Regions from separate parts of the Mus musculus genome. Here region 2 is linked to region 1. Evidence: chromatin contacts called from public Hi-C data. All regions are on one chromosome and are shown on one strand. The core of a region is the stretch at or near the end of the contact, and the rest is flanking DNA. Distances in the headings are between cores, read along the strand shown. Region 1 overlaps Myo16 (myosin XVI). Region 2 has its middle 4.4 kb from the start of Gm32485.

Region 1 (3,383 bases), core at 264-2,763:
TCACTCCGACCCGTGGAACTAGTGAGGACAGTCACAATCAGGCCTTTGCAATTATCAGTCCAACATGGCTTTTAGCTCTCCCCAGCAACCTCAGAGGACATAAGCTGAAGGGGACAGGAAGGGCCCAGGGACACAGCTCTGCCCTTGTCCTAAGGTCAGTCTCACTGCCTGGCCACCGGGGATGTCACCATGAAAAAAATCCCACCTGACCTCATCTCTGTCCTCCAGATGTGCACAGCTGCTCCTATTGTCTGGGTATGTTGTGCCATTGGCCCTCAGTTCACCAAAGATGCAGGGAGACGGTGGCATTCAGTGGCCAGAAACTACCACATTTTAGGTGTGAGCCAGTTTGTTCAACTTCGGCTTCTTCTCAAATCCAGTAAATCTCAGTGAATACAGTCACGGAACTCCTGAGGTCGTGTCCACGATTTGATAACTTGGTATGGAAAACTACAAAAAGCAAAACCCCTTGTCTTTGCTCTTACCAACCATGCTGAGATGTACACCTGGGATATGCCTTTCATTCTTTGCAAGGGAGAGTCAGCTTGCTGGGGCTCCCAAGAAGTAGAGGGCTAAGGTTCTGAACAGGGGTGCTCCCGACTGTGGACGCGTCTAAAAGTGTTCTCCACTGGCAAACGCTTAGTTTGGTGATGCTATTCTTGCGATTGATAAGTGTGACTTGAGTCAGGTTGCCGCCTCCTTTGATGTTTGCCTGGTTGGTGTTATTTTCATGGACACTCACAACTGCACATCCAGCTCTGTTCTTTTCCTGTTTCCTAATAGGTCCGTGTCTTTCTCCATCATACAGATTTTAGAAATTCTTTACATATTCTGGATAATGCTGCTTTTCAGTTTCATGTGTGAACAGCATTTTGCTTGCTCTGTATTCCTAGCCAGTTGATCATTAATGGGTTTCCTAGTGGTTATCCACTGGTTATCTGTTGCTTATCAGTTGGCTAACTACTGTTCTCGTTAAAAACAAAAAACAGCTTTTGATATTCCTAATAAAACAGGGTCCTCAATTTCCCTCTGAGCTGCCTGCTTCATCATGTGACTTTCCATAGGTTCTGCTTACATCTTTGTTCAGCTAAAAATATTCTCTAATTCCTCTTGGGACTTTCTCTCTGGCCAATGTACATTTTCCCAATGTTCAGAGATGTCCTGTTAACTGTTACTGATTTCTGGTTGGTCTGTCTGGGTCTGAGGATGTACCTTATAATTTCTTCATTCCCTTAAATGTTTGAGCTTTGTCCTCCCTCCCAGGGTATGGCCTGTATTGGTGAAACTTATGGGTGTTCTGGAAGAAGGAGTATGCTCTGCTGTGACTGAACAGAACATCCTGGGAATAGCAGTCAGATCTAGTCACCAATAGAGCTCAGCTCTGACTTCTTGCTCATTTTCTGTCTGCTATTGAACAAAAAGCACCTAGCCCCAGTTCTGATTGCAGCAAGTCTACCCAGCCTTTGTTTCCTTGACTCTGCCTACCCTGCTGTCAGGTCTAGTTTTGGCCATGTGGGGTCAGCATGATATCCCTTTCCCTTTCTCTCAGGATCCTTCCTTCTTGTGAGGTCCTCTTGTCTGGAGCTGGCCAGCTGCTCTATCACTCTTTCCATCCTCGCCTTGAAGGCGGAGCTTTTTATCCTGTGAATTTTCTAAACAATCTCAACAGGTTCCCAGTCTATACAAGTCACACCCTCAAGGTACAGCTAAGAGTGTGCTAGGGATTCTGAGGGCCAAGAAAATACCATTCCAACTCTTGCAACTCTCACCCTCCTGTAAAACACCCATCCCATGACTCAGAATACATCGGCTTCTCTGTCTAACACAGTTGTGTTGCCCATGGCATTGTTAGGGGTCTTATTTATTTTTCTACAACTGAACAATCTTCTGACAGGCCATCCACACTTCCTATCATCACTGATATGGCCGGCCTCAGGAGAATACATTTTGTTGTGTGTTTCCTAGTCTGACTGTTTGTTTTACTTTGCCTCATTTTGCTGGTTCCCTACAGTGACTTCTTTTAGGTTATTTGAAACGCCCTCTAATGTCCACATATATGATTTATTTATTTATAATATATGGTATATATAAATAATATTTTCCTGACTAGAAATACAGAGCAAGCAAAATGTTGTCCACACATGAAAGCAAAAAGCAGTATTATCCAGAATGCATAAAGCATTTCTAAAATTTGTATGATGAAGAGAGACACAGAGTTATCAGAAAACAGGAAAATGTAATATACAATATAATATATTACTATATATTATATATTCTCAGGGCTGTAAAACTTTTTATGTAATATATATAATTATATATGTAATAATTATATATAATATATTATATTGTAATATATCATATATGATATTACTTTTGCTATATGATGTATGGTATGTGATATATGATGTATGATATATGATGTATGATACATTTTTATATATTCTGGTACCTTAACTACATATCCTTAGAAGTGCTTTTGTGGTTGCCTGTTGACTGTAGTAGACATGTACCAAATTTTTGTCTATTAGGGCCAATCATAGTGCCTCTTCTTCACTCCACAACTGACCCTTACTTCATAGTTGGCCCATGTCCATCTGCTTGCATGGAAACTTTCTAGGCAATATTGCTCTCAAAAGACGTTGCCTCAGTTTGTTTTCTGTCATAAATGCACCACCACCAAAAATAACTCGGTGAGGAAAGGGTTTACTTGTCTTATGCATCCATCACAGTCGATCAGCGATCGATCAGCGAGGAACGGCAGAGCAGGAACCGAAGACAGAAACTGAAGCAGAGCAGACCTTGGGGGAACAGGGTGCTGGCTGGCATTCCATGGCTCACTTGGTCTGGCTAGCTCCCCATGGCTCACTCAGACCATGGAGGAACAGGGGTGCCACTGACTGGCTGGCTCCCTGTGGCTCGCTCCGCCCGTTTTCTCATACAATTCAGGACCACCAACCAGCCCAGGTGTGGCCCCTCTAACATCAGTCCCGAGTCAAAGAAATGACCCACAGTCTTCGTTCTTCTTGAGTTTCATGTGTTTTGCAAATTGTATCTTGTATCTTGGGTATTCTAGGTTTCTGGGCTAATATCCACTTATCAGTGAGTACATATCATGTGAGTTCTTTTGTGATTGGGTTACCTCACTCAGGATGATGCCCTCCAGGTCCAACCATTTGCCTAGGAATTTCATAAATTCATTCTTTTTAATAGCTGAGTAGTACTCCATTGTGTAGATGTACCACATTTTCTGTATCCATTCCTCTGTTGAGGGGCATCTGGGTTCTTCCCAGTTTCTTTGGCTTTAGTGCTCCACACTTTTCTCCCCCTCTGTAATTTAGACACTTGTTTGCTTTCCTGACTCTGCTGGTTTTGCTTTTTCTTCT
Region 2 (3,383 bases), core at 506-3,005, 210 kb after region 1:
TAATCTGAATCAGATTGGCCTATGGAGGTCTATGGTGGATTGTCCTCATGGGTTAATTGACCCTGCCCATGTTGGAAGGCATCATTCCCTAGGCTGGACCCTGCACTGTGTAAGATGATGAAGAAGGCTAGTTGAGAAGCAAGCAGACAACATGGATTATTAGTTCTTTTTCTACTCTTGACTATGGATGTGGGGCTACAAGATGTCTCAGACTCTTGCCTCCATGACTTCCTTAAAATGATAGATGAGGTGAGGATACTCACAGTGGCTCTATCTAGCTTACATTTCTTTTCTTTCCTTACATCCTGTGTTAATTTGCCTACATGGTGTTAGAGCTTTATGCCAGGAAGGCAGCACTGGCTTTTCTAGTATGCTAGTACTATTACCATGGTAGATCTTTTAGGGGGTGGAGTCTAGCAGAAGACAGTTAAGCAACTAGAGGTGTACCCTCAGAACTCTCTGGTGAGTTCCTTTGAAAGTGAGCTGTTACGAATGAGCAGCCAAGCTCCTGAATCGCTCTGGCTTCCTCTCTCCCCATGCTCCCTTGTGCATAGGCTCTTGTCTGTTTTGATAGATGCCATTGTCATTATTGTTAGATTTGTTTTCATTTTTAAATTTTTGTCTATTATTATGGAGAGGGGGGTTGTGCAAGCAATAGCATGATAGCACAAGGTTGGAGGTCAGGACAACTTATAGGGTTGGCCCTCTCCTTCCACCTTTATGTGAGTGTCTAGGATTGAGTCCAGGGCTTCAGGCTTTGTCCATCAAGTTACCTGATGAGCCATCTCTTTCATAACTATGTTTTGACTGATATCCGAAGCAGAAGTTAAAAAACCTTTGGAATGCATTCAATTTTAAGGATGTTTATCATTAATGCTTTTGGTCTTCTTGTTGATATACAATTGACTGCATTGTAATCAGAGAACGTGACCTGCTCTAATTTAATTCTTTAAAATTCACTTAGTCTTATTTTTGTGACACAGGCATGATATTTACATAAATTGTCTTTGTAGCAATGAAAATAATGGTTCTGAAATTATTGAATTTTCCTCGAATGCCTATGAATCCTGGCTTGTTAATTATATGGCTCAAATATTTTTCTCTGTACTAAATATTTCCTGTCTGATTTATCAATCTCTAACCAACTTATATGAGTAGATTCAATCTATTAATGGATTTGCCTATATCTCCATATAATTCTGTCACTTTTTAAAATGTCTTTGGCTATTTTATTACATCCATAAATATTTAGACTTTTTATAACCCTCTGGGAAATTTAAACTTAAATCAAGACATAATGGCCCTCTTCATCTGTAATTGTGGTTTTTGCCTTTTGGCTCTTTTCTCTGGTATTAATACTGCTATGCTTGGCGTCCTGTGGTTGTTCTTCGCCTGGCATCCATTTTTCAATTAATTACCTGAGCATTTCTGCATAACTAGGCTGTAGGCAAAACTCATGCACAGGACATATAATTTGATTTTTTTTTTAATTCCCATCTGGAAATCTTTTTTTATCCGGTATGTTTGTGCACTAAGATTGCTATCACATTTCAATCCTACTTTCTCCCTTTGAACTCTTGCTTTTTCTCTTTCTGCTCTCTGTATCATGTTTAGTTTTCTCTAATTTGCTTGATGTCTCCAATTAGAATGGTGAGTCTAAAGTTCAACAGACACAATGTCTTCTCAAGTACAAGGCAGCCCTGGGGCTATCAGCTCACAGGATGCCCTGCTGTGGCAATGTGTAGTACCTCATACTCTTAGTAGTAGATTAAGTCTGACATCTTGATTGTCCTGCTGCAGCCAAGGCTGGCTAGATCAGCTGCTCGCACCCCACTCCTGGATGTTTTACTTTCTTTCCTCCAAGTACCTTTGGAGAGAACATGGGGATTATGAATCCCTTCAGTTCTTGTTCTTTTGAAATGCACAGCTATTTTACTCTTGATTATGGGAGATCGTTTGCCACATATAGCAGTTTAGAGTGACATTTGTTTTGCTTGCTCCTTTAATGGCAACACTCTACTTCTTTCCATGGGTATGTTTGGCCTCGTTTATTTTAATCAGTTCTGAAATACTCTGTCAGTCTGCCTTGCTCTTCTCTCCCCTCATACTGTCTCCATTTCCTTGGCCATTTTTATTCTGCTCTTTATGGTGTCTCAAGTCTTTGAAAACAGAAATAAATCACCATCGCTTCTGCTTCCCACTTTCAGTGAGTAACTGCTTTCCCTGGTGCATCCCAGTGGTGGATGGATGCACATGTGCACATACATACTGATATTTGGCCAGATTTCACAGATTGTTCTTGTTCCTCAACATAATTGAGACTGGTCAAGCAGAGGGGATTTATACAAAATGTACCAGTCTAGCTTCTAAGAACTGCCATACACAGTGCCTTACTCGGATGATCCTGGAGCACAGGGTGGCGCCCACTGAGCCCCACCCCAACACACACCACACCAAGCTTTCCACGCCGTGTTCTTGGGAGATTGTAATGACCGCAGTTGGAAAGAAGATGTAGGAGAGGTGTCCCCTCAGCTCCCTTGCATGCAGGCAGCCTGTGTTTCTGAGGCTCCTCTTCCTTCAGACATTCTAGCTGTATTCAGAAAGTCTGAATTCCTCTGCAGATCAGCAAGCTGACCAAAAGTTCTGTCTCTTGTTCCTTTGGTGGCCATATTAATGCCACACCAATAAGACTGAATAAATCAGGGTTCCCTAGAGGAAAATAGTGGAAAGAATGAAGGTGTTGTACAATAAGTTTGCTATATTGGCTCACACAGTATGGGCCTGAGAGTTCAACAGTGCCCACGGGAATGGTGAGAGGTTTGAGAATCTGGTACCTGCTGCACTCATGAGGCCAGAAACCTTAGCAGCAGTTCCAGCCTGTCACTGTATGCCCAAAGACTGCTGGAAAGCCTCTAGGACTCAGTCCGCCCTGGAAGGACTAAGTACCTGACTTCTGATAGCAGTGAAAGGTGACAGCAATGGCGGCAGCAGCAGTGGCAGCAGCAGCAGCAGGATCTATGCACTCTCCAGCAGGCAGCAAAGGCAGACAAGCATTAGGCTTCTCTGTGGGATATGAATGTATGCATGTATATATGCATATATGTGTGTATATTGTGTATATATGCGTGCATATATGCATGTATGTATATATTATGATGTGTATGTATGCATGCATGTATGTATGTAAGTATGTTGTACCTGTATGCATGTATGTATATATGTTGTGTATGTATGCATACATGTATGTATGTATGTTGTGTATGTATGTTGTGTATGTATCCATGAATGCATGGATGCATTGCTGCCTCAGCTGTTATTGCAATCACCTTCACGGATCTTCCCACAGACATGTCTCTCTCTTAGTTGATCCCATGCCCAGTCAA

The links. A called contact is a pair of places that touch in the nucleus more often than the background predicts.
Region 2: a Hi-C map of the N1E-115 cell line shows a contact between it and region 1, with 4 times the contacts expected there. The contact joins two enhancer-like sites. A contact is called at or near these places in 2 of 484 Hi-C or Micro-C datasets (the N1E-115 cell line and nephron progenitors) and 3 of 115 datasets of contacts at active chromatin or transcription factors (embryonic stem cells, large pre-B cells and trophoblast stem cells).

Annotation. Positions count from the first base shown.
Region 1 is chr8:10,612,053-10,615,435 of GRCm38.p6, forward strand. The region is part of intron 34 of Myo16 (myosin XVI); the gene reads left to right. Among named protein-coding and RNA genes, the nearest start is that of Gm32330, 60 kb to the right of the region's middle. Within about 2 kb of position 1,514, at least 2 of the 459 cell types and tissues checked have an H3K27ac peak or open chromatin away from gene starts, as enhancers often do. A contact at or near this core is called in the N1E-115 cell line, where this site is marked.
Region 2 is chr8:10,820,411-10,823,793 of GRCm38.p6, forward strand. No RefSeq gene overlaps it. Among named protein-coding and RNA genes, the nearest start is that of Gm32485, 4.4 kb to the left of the region's middle. Within about 2 kb of position 1,756, at least 4 of the 459 cell types and tissues checked have an H3K27ac peak or open chromatin away from gene starts, as enhancers often do. A contact at or near this core is called in the N1E-115 cell line, where this site is marked.